Linked DNA regions of Canis lupus: region 2 is linked to region 1. The links are chromatin contacts, called in public Hi-C maps. All regions are on one chromosome and are shown on one strand. The core of a region is the stretch at or near the end of the contact, and the rest is flanking DNA. Distances in the headings are between cores, read along the strand shown. Region 1 holds the start of AK9 (adenylate kinase 9). Region 2 holds the start of CDC40 (pre-mRNA-processing factor 17).

The links. Hi-C and Micro-C count contacts between places; a contact is called where the count stands out from the background.
Region 2: a Hi-C map of blood shows a contact between it and region 1, with 10 times the contacts expected there. The contact joins the promoter of CDC40 here to the promoter of AK9 in region 1. A contact is called at or near these places in 3 of 9 Hi-C or Micro-C datasets (amygdala and blood).

What each region holds. Positions count from the first base shown.
Region 1 is chr12:66,859,444-66,864,122 of UU_Cfam_GSD_1.0, reverse strand. AK9 (adenylate kinase 9) reads left to right here and starts at 2,019. Exons shown (of 41, transcript XM_038554914.1): 1 at 2,019-2,152. FIG4 (FIG4 phosphoinositide 5-phosphatase) reads right to left here and starts at 1,097. Exons shown (of 23, transcript NM_001114625.1): 1 at 865-1,097. The coding sequence starts at 930.
Region 2 is chr12:67,248,284-67,253,327 of UU_Cfam_GSD_1.0, reverse strand. CDC40 (pre-mRNA-processing factor 17) reads right to left here and starts at 1,739. Exons shown (of 16, transcript XM_038554927.1): 1 at 1,589-1,739; 2 at 1,147-1,405. The coding sequence starts at 1,335. It overlaps WASF1 (wiskott-Aldrich syndrome protein family member 1), which reads left to right and starts at 1,773. Exons shown (of 9, transcript XM_038554931.1): 1 at 1,773-2,012.

The sequences.
Region 1 (4,679 bases), core at 770-3,269:
AACGGCAGACCGCTAATGGACTTTCTGAAAGTTTTGTTTTGTTTTAATCTGAAAGTTTTCTTAAAAGAACCCAGTAACTCGTTCAGAACTTCGTGAACAGTTTCCGAGATGCCACAAGCACCTGTTTCCAGCATGTTCCAAGCGTGACTCTTCCGTGGAAGCACGGACAAGCCAAAGCAGCAGTGCCCTGGGTGCGGGGACAAGGCGAAGCTCCCTCAGACTCCCGCCCAAGGCTGGGATTAGGGGCCCGGGGAGGGGGGATGCTGGGATTAGGGACCCGGGGATGGGGGGATGCTGGGATTAGGGACCCGGGGAGGGGGGATGCTGGGATTAGGGACCCGGGAGGGGGGGATGCTGGGATTAGGGACCCGGGAGGGGGGATGCTGGGATTAGGGACCCGGGGAGGGGGGATACTGGGATTAGGGACCCGAGGAGGGGGGATGCTGGGATTAGGGACCCGGGGAGGGGGATGCTGGGATTAGGGACCCGGGGAGGGGGATGCTGGGATTAGGGACCCGGGGAGGGGGGATGAGGGATTAGGGACTGGGGGGGGGGATGCTGGGATTAGGGACTCGGGGAGGGGGGATGCTGGGATTAGGGACCCAGGGAGGGGGATGCCGGGATTAGGGACCCGGGGAGGGGGGATGAGGGATTAGGGACTGGGGGGGGGGGATGCTGGGATTAGGGACTCGGGGAGGGGGTATGCTGGGATTAGGGACCCGGGAGGGGGATCTGGGATTAGGGACCCGAGGAGGGGGATCTGGGATTGGGGCCCCGGGGAGGCTGATGCTGGGATTAGGGATGCTGCACCGCCACACACCCCCGCCCCGCGTCGCGCCCCACTGCGCCCCGCCGGGAACTTACAGCTCTGGTCTCATACAGAACCAGCTTCTGGACGGAGCTGATGATGGGGGCGGCGGCCGTGGGCATGGTCGGAGGAAGGGGGGGCTCCCCTACAGGGCACCAGGCCGCGGCCCAGCTGCGGCAGCCTCCAGACTGCCCCCCGGAGGCCCGCGGAGAGGACACCTCAGACCCCCGGCCTCCAGCCGGGCAAACACCCCTCGGGCACCACACAAACAGAAGACCGGGGCCCAGCTCAGGTGCTTCCGGATCCCCGCTCCCCACCTCCAGCCAAGCCCCGCCCCGGGCACGTCGGGGGCGGGGCTGGAGGATCTACCATAGAGAGGGCGTGAAGAGGCTCCCGGAGCCTGCGTGCTGCCGAGGCCGGAAGCCAAGGGCGCCATTTTGGATGCGGGCAGGGGGGGAAAGTGGGCGGGGTTAAGGTCCCGCGGTTAGCGTAGGCTCTCCTTTATCTGGTCCTCCTCCTTTGGAAAGGGGGACGGTTTGATGGGTTGGTTCTTTTGAAGCATTTCTCCGAATTGTAGCTAGGTCCATTCGAAACTATTTTTGGTTTTTTGTTTTTGTTTTTTCCCTGCCTACCTCTGCCTTTTATTGTCCTGGAAGCCTATCTGATAGCCCTTCCCCGAGAGTCGGTGTCTTTCCCCTGGCATCTCTTTGTTACCCTGAAATTTCAACCTGGATGAAAATCAACAAAATCCATCGTGTCCTGAAGTTGTGTGGTTCAAGGAATTTTTTTTTTTTTAGCTCTTAGATCATTTTTTTTTAGATCATCTTTTAAAAAAAATTTTTTTAAAAATCACCTGAAGTTGCACAATTTGGGCGGAACTTGCCACATATTTGTGGCTGAGACGGGCCATTTGTAAATTCTACCGATGGACTGCCGAGTGTAGCGCGCCGTGCGGGTTAAAATTAGGTTTCTCCCATCGGATGTGTGTGAACTTGGTGGGTGGGGTACATACCCTCTCTAATCATCACCTTCTCTGTTTGTGAAAAGGAATGTGTTACAAAGTTAGGAGCGAAAGTGAATAGGTAAGACTCTAAGAAATGAATGAATGCCAGCCCCGCCTCCCGAGGCGGAGTCTCCCAAGAGGCCCTGCGCCGTGCACCTGCGGGGGTTTCCTAGGCAACCGGTGCACCGACCGCGGGGCCGGGGAGTTCTGCGGGGCCGGGTAAGTGGGGGTCCTCGCCCCCGCCCCCAATTCCGTCTGTATCAGTTGAGTGCACTCTCACCTCCTGCAGGGACCGCAGACCAATTCCTTTTCTTACGAAACTAAAACTTTGGGATCTCTGGGTAAATTGCTTTTTAAAAACATTTTTTTTCCAGGGTGTTTAAAAAATGTGTCTATTTAAATTCAATTTGCCAACATACAGTATCACACCCAGTGCTCATCCCAGCAAGTGCCCTCCTCCTGAGTGCCCGTCACCCAGTTACCCAACTCCTCCCCCCACCTCCCCTTCTGCAACCAGAAGTTCATTTGTTCGTTTCCCAGAGTTAGGGGTCTCTTACGGTTTGTCTCCCTCTCTAAATGTTCCCCACTCAGTTCCCCTGCTTTCTCTTCTAATCCCTTTCACTATTTCCTATATTCCCCGTATGAGTGAGACCATATGTGGGTAAATTACTTTATTTATTTATTTATTTATTTATTATTTATTTATTTATTTATTTATTTATTTATTTATTGTAAATTACTTTTAAAACCATCTTCCATCCCAACGACTGTCTTCATTCCCAAGATACTGAGCACCTGCTATGAGAGTATAAGGCGTTGCCCAAGCAGAAGTGCTAGGTCTCCCAGGAGATGGGCCGCCTGTAAACTGCAGAACCCTCTGCTAGGGATTTTGTCAACCGCTAAAAATGTGAGGGAACTTTTAAAAATTCTATTGAATTATGGTATAAACACATAACACAGTGTGATAGTACAGATTATGTTACCCAACAGTGAGATGTTAGAGATCATATTTAAAATTTAAAGTTGAGAAACTACCAAATTTTTTAAATAAGTGTTTAATTGTTATTTTAATTTTCTTTCATAGTTTGGTCCTACTTTTGCCAAGAACTAGAAAGATGGTCATGTCAGTTCTGGCATTTTACATTGACTTGGATCTTTGAACTGGGAAGAATATTTCATTGTTTTGTTTCATAAATGGAAACCAATTCTTCTAAGTATGAGTATTAAGTACTTGCACTATGCTTTTCTTTAGGATAACAACTCTTAAAATATCTGTTGAATTCTGGTTTCCGGTATTTAGTTTTCAACTATTATATCATATTGTAATATAGCACTTCCATTAGAACATTGTCTTAGTTATGGTTCACCCAGCAGCAGATCCTGAGACAAAAATTCGAGGGCAAGTGCCTTGTATGGTGGGAAGTAATCCCAGGAAACAACATCAGTAAGCAAAAGGAAGCTGATTAAGGGAATATTATCAAGCAAATTTCTCTGTAGGCTGAATTCACTGGAGAATCCTGAGATGTATATCTCAGACTATTTCCCCCTTAAGGGCAAAAGAGCTGGAGGATTTATTCACCAACTCCCATCAGTTATTATCTGAGGCCTGCTTTGGCAGAACCTTAATTCCCTGGAACTTCCCATCTGCCCTGTGCTCAGGCCCACTGGATATGTATGGCAGCTGGAAGTTGAACCCTTTGGCAGAGGGTCACACATGCTAGCAGTGGGAAGTCAGGCTGGCCATGCACGGGAAAGGTACCTATCAAGTGGTTATGGGCACTAATAGCACCTGCTACATTCCAACCTTTGTACTACTCGTATCCACCCTTCCCCCACATAAGTTCACACCATCCCCTCACCAGTTCTTCACGGTGGCGGCCGGTCCCGGTTTCTAAAACAAAAGGACTTAGTAAAAGATGATTAGTGGGACAAGCTACAGAATCCACTACTGCAATTAATCCTAGGCCTGTAACAGAGAATTCATCACTTCTGTCCTCTACCACTCATTCTAGATTTCCCTTACCCTTGGCCAGCTGCTGGTCTCAGTTGTTTTCTTAGTATGGTAGCCAGCCTTTATCCCAGAGGGGTATAACCCCCTTGTTACCATGATTTTGTCAGGTTGTGCTCGCTATAATCATCACAAGAGGTGTCTTAGAGAAACCCCTGGGTTCAAGACCTGTATCTCCCTGCACCAAGTATGTAGCAGCAACCCTATCCTCAGCTGCCAGTGCAGTAACTCCTAATGGGCATGGGGAGCCACATATGACCAGGCAGCAGTTTCAGATTCAGTGAAACCTAACAAAGGGGATCCCCCGATAGAAGCCTCTCTCTTGCATCAATCAAAATCAGGACCTGCAGTCCAGCAGAGCCTGAAGTCATAGGGAAAGGTGGTACAAATTCATGTCAATCACTGAGAATGGTGGTAGGACAGACCATTCCTAACCCTTAGTTCAAAACATATTTTGCATCTTGAAGTAGTATCTCAATCCCACACAATCCCAAATGGAGCTTTACTTGTACCCTTAAGAGGCTACTCCAATATTCTGTGAGACCAGCAGATTCTGGATGAAGTGTGATATGGGGTATAATCAGTGGATCCTTCTTATCATAGCTCCTTTACTATAAAGAGGGTCCTTTGATCCAAGGCAATATTGTATGGGATCTCATTGTGATAAATGAGACACACTCCAAACCTTCAGATAGTGGTGCTGGCCAGGCGCTGTGGGCAGGGAAGGCATACCCATACTAAGGTGCCCTCTTCAAGGCAAAGGGGTGCCATGTGATCAGTTTGTCACTGAGTGGGTATATCATCATCTTGTGGGGTTAGCCTCAGTCTGCTGCAGGCAGGTGGGCAATATTCAGTGGCCT
Region 2 (5,044 bases), core at 490-2,989, 390 kb before region 1:
GGAAGCCACGCTCCTAACCTTATTCCCTCTCACAGAACTCTTTTATTTTTTTTATTATTATTTTTTTTCCTTCAGGGGGCTCAATCCAATCTGTAATCACTTTATTTGCTCACGTGTTAAAGGCTGCCTCTTCCACTATGCATCGAGATGGCAAAGGTGCCTGGCTCACTGGCCTCTGTGTCTTCAGCCCCTGGAAGAGTCCCTGGCAAATAACATGTCTCCAGCAAACAATTAAGTGAACTCGTACAGCCCGGTTTCTCCCTCTATCACTTTCCCCACCTGGGACCCAGCACGGCCTTTTCTCGCTGTGTTACTATACGTCTGAGTACAAAAATACACATAGGGGATCCCTGAGTGGCTCAGCGGTTCAGTGTCTGCCTTCGGCCTAGGGCGTGACCCTGGAGACCCGGGATCGAGTCCCACGTCAGGCTCCCTGCATGGAGCCTGCTTCTCCCTCTGTCTCTCTCTCTCTGTCTCTCTCTCTCTCTATATATATATATATGTATATTATGAATAAATAAATAAATAAAATCTTTAAAAAATATATACATAGACGTACCTACACACATACCTATAATCACAAGGGGGTAAACTGACATTTATGGCACTTTCAGTAGACGCTACAATCGTTATCATTTCACTTAATTTTTACACAACGCTCTCGGAGAGAGAACGCACTTCTAAACGTAGCCCCGCCGGCCGGGTGATGGAACAGCGGAGGTTTGCAGGACTTGCCCAAGTTCACAGACGTGGCGGAGCTGCGATCAGAATCCAGCTCTGACCTCAGCAACAAAGCCGCGCCAGCGCGCACCTCGACGGGAGGCTAGTTTGGGAAGTTCCGATTCACACCTGCGCCACCCAGGCCACGTCCTGGTCACAATAAATTCAACGTTCACGCCCCCCCACCCCCACCCCTCACCCTCGCTCGGTGGCGGGAGGCGAAAGCCGGGAGCGGCCGGAGAGCGGAGGGCAACTTCCGAGCCCCGGCTCCCCCCCGAGGACCACGCCGGCAGGAGGAAGAGGAGAGATCCGAGCGCGGGCGACTTCTACCTCAGCCCCGCGGAGGAGGCAACGCGGGGCCTGACGATGGCCGCGGCAGAAGCGGGCAAGTCCCGCACGCACTGCCTCGGGGGCCCCAGAGCTTACCTTAACTGCCACCTCCGGAGCCGAGTCCACCGCCACTGCCAGAGAGGGCTTGGTCGAAGCCGACTTCGTCAGGTGCATGAGCGAGTCGGCGGCTGGCAGGCAACACCGCCCGCCCTCACTGTCCGAGTCCGATTCGGACCCTGAGCCCGAGCCGTAGGACGCAGCCAGAGCTGCAATCGCAGCCGACATGACGGCGACAGACCCTCTGCGGAGACCAGGCCCGGGCGGAAGAAGCGGCTTCCAGGTCCTGACAGATGACCTGACGGATTATACACACACACACACGTTATTTTACTTCCTTCGCTAACAACTCACTTACGGCATTTTAAGATGTACACAACGTGGTATTCGAAGACGCACAAGAGGGCTGAGAACACGGAAGCGCTTATCTAGGGAAATTAAAGGAAAAATTCTACAGTCCCTAAAAACTTCCAGGACCTACGTGGCCAGACGAAAGACTACGAGTCCCGAAGTGCCTCGAGGCAGCCAGGTCCTACACTCCCGGCGGGCAGCGCGGCGGGAAGTTGGCAGAGGCGCAGTGGGAAGTGTAGTTCGGAGGGAGGGACTGGGCGGGGCCAAGTGGGCGGGCCTCTCCGCGGCCCCGCCCCCGGACGGAGGGTTCATTCAATTGGCTCTCCTCTTCCCTCACTCCCGGGCCGAGCGCTGTTCTCTCCATCCCCTTCCCCCAAATTGAGGATCGGGCAGTACCATAGAGCCTCGGGAAATGGGGGGGGAAGCCGTCTTCCTGCCGTGCGCCGGCTGAGGGGGCGGAGGCCGAGTTCTCCACCGCGGCGGCACCCGGGCGCTGGGAGCTGAAGAGGACAGTGAGGAGCTTGAGTTGGAAGCCCTTGAGTGGTGGAGAATAGGTCCTGATGGGAGGGACGGGAGATTAGGTGCCGAGGTCCCGCGGTCGCCCCCCCCGCCCTCCCCCGCTGCAGGCGCGGATCGCCGCGCCCGGTTGTGGAGCGTCGCGCGCGGGGAGGGGGCGGGTGGGGGGCGGCGGCGGCGGCGGCGGCGGCTCGCGGCGTTGTTCGCTCGCGCGTCGAGCACACGGTGGGTCCGGCGGCGCGGCGGCGTTCCCGGGAGCCCGGAGCCCGTTCCGCTCCGGAGCCCGTCGCTCCTGGAGGCTCTGAGGTGGAGTCGCGGCGGCCGAGGGGGGACCGAAGCATGAAGACGGGGTAAGGCAGAAGCCCCCCCGCCCCCCATGATTTCACGGTGAGCGCGAGTCTCTCAGGAATTGTGTTTCGGGGGCGGGCGCTGCCGCGGGAGGAACTCCTCCTCACCGGCCGGAACGCGCGGAGGTGTGTGTGTGGCGCTCCCGCCCGGTAAAGGTGACGGGGATGGGCGCGCCGCCCCCGCCCCCCACCCCCCCCCCGGCCGCGGGTTTCCGGAGCTCCGGCCGCCCACCCGCCAGCCGCGCCGGGGGCTGAGGGAGACGCCGAGGGAGACGCCGAGGGAGACGGCGGCCGCCCGAGGCCGCCCGAGGTGGGGACACTGCAGGTGTCACCTGGGCTGCCGGGCACCCCCTGCGGCCCCGGGGGTGGGGCGGGGGCGGGGGCGGGGGCGAGGAGCCCGGGCTCGCGCGACGTGCGGGAGGCTCCGCGCAGCCGGCCGGTGCGTTTGCGTGTGGGCGCCGCGCGTCTTTCTGTCACGGACCGAGAGGTAAGGCGACGCCCCGGGGCCGCCCGCCCCTCCGCCCCGACGTCGGCCCGACTCGCCCATTGTGCCGCCCGGATCATTATTCAACTCTGCAGCATCCATCCATTGCACCTTTTTCTTCCCATTTCTGTTTTCCCCTGGCTACAGCGTGCCCCCTAGCTTCGGTGTGCTCCGACGCCGCCGCCCGCAGGCGCTCGCCGGGGGATGCGCGCGGAAGGAGGACGCGACCGAAAGCGCATCCCATCCCGGCCCGAACCTTCACAGCCTGGCGCCGATTAATCCAGCCGATTAATTGATCTAGCTAACCCCCGGCTAGCGAGACGCTCGAATAGGACCCGGTCTCATCCCGCCGCCCCCCCCCCCCCACCCCGTTTCCGCAGGAGGGGAGCCTCGGCTCACAATTTAACGTCGTCTTCGGTGGTGGATCCGCGGACCCGTTAAGTCCTGTTTCTCGTGCGGTAACTGATGTGTGGGTCATCCGCCCCGTCTCCTGTGCCCACCTTCAGTGTGCGCGGGGGGCAACTTCCATCTAAGGGCTGGTAGTACTATCGCATAATTAGAAACGCAGGCTTGCCTCTGCTCCCAGGAGCGGTTTCTCCCCCCCACCCCCACCCCCCACCCAGGTGCTTGACTTTGTGTTAGCAAAGTATTTTTTATTTTACGGCGAGTGTTGGAAGAAAGGACTATGATCTACAGTCTTCTGGAGTCTTGAATGAGAAAAGTTTTGGTGTTTGGTTGTTTTTCAGTAATAGAATATTTTATTGCTGATCCTAGCCTTCAGTTGAATGAAAGGAAGCCTTTCATATTGAAGGTGGGGGTTTTTCAACTGCCAATAATGAGCATTTGCTAATTCCTCTAATTTTATTTTATTTTCATTTATTCAGTTCTTTGCAATATCATGTATTTAACATGACTTGCTGTTAGGATATTTTCTGTCTCTGTCTCTCTCTCTCTCTCTCTCTTTTTTTTTTTCTAACTTCTCTCTCCAAGGATGGGCAGGCTCCAGTTTTGCACCATCTACCTGAAAGATGGAATATGTTTCTGAAAATGGAAGGAACAACTGTTGGTTACGTGATTATGATGTTAAAAACTGTCTACCTCTCCTTCCTTAAAAATAAATGATTCACTACCAAAAATAAGTGTTTTTTTTGTTGTTGTTGTTGTTGTTGTTTTTGTTTTTTGTTTGTTCTTTTGGTAAGCCTCCCCTTCCAGCTTCTCTTGTTTAAGCTTGTTGCCATAACCCTCTGGATAAAACAGAATTGCACATAGGCATCGCAGAGGCAGTTGTTTTAAGATACAGTAATTGTTTTATGGCATTTGGAAGTGGCGCACATATAATATAACTTGATAGCGTAGTATCAGGTGATTGGTTAGGAAATGACCTTGCAATTTACAAAATGGACACCTCTGTGCCTTAGTTTCCTTATGTGTAAATGGAGAAAATACTCATTTATGTCACTGAGGAGTATGCATAAATTCAATATAGATGTTTTCATAATGCTTTTAAGGAAAATTTAGGTATTTTAACTGATGGATGATGAAAATATTTCAGAGTTAAGTACAAGGATGTCATTAGGATATTCCGTGGCATTTTAGAATGGCTGATTTACATTGAATTTTGCTTGGGAAATCATGGCTCTATATTGAAAAAGGTTTCTCATCAAGAGTTTCTATTAATTGCAAATTTAATGGGCATTATAGTTGATATCTATTTATAGTTATAACTATAGATGTAGTTTATATCAATGAAAAAAAAGTTATATGGCTTGGTAATAAACAAGTAGAATCTTGAATTAAGTTAAAAAAAAAACAGAAATTGAAATATTTGCACATGACATGGCCCAAAATACATAGTTGTGGTCATTTGTAAGGTATGATATGAAGTTTTATTATTCAAGTTTGTAAATAATCACACATTCAGATGCAGTGTATTTATATTGTATCATACTATATTTAATTATACATTTTGCTTCATTTTCAGAATAGTTTAAGGTATCTATTTCCAAGTGTTTGCTTTTCAGTATCACAGAGATGGTAATAGTAGCTTTTGATTTCCTTACTGGAGTATTATTAACTCAGTTAATTTTCATAGCAAAAGCTACTGTTAAGATATTAGGGCTTTTTACCAAAGCCATATTTTTGGTTACTTTGTGGGGAAGCCTCATATAGATAAGTTTATACAAATGTCTTTAGAATTACCATTGTGTAGTTTCTGTTTTTGAAAATGAATTTAATTGGA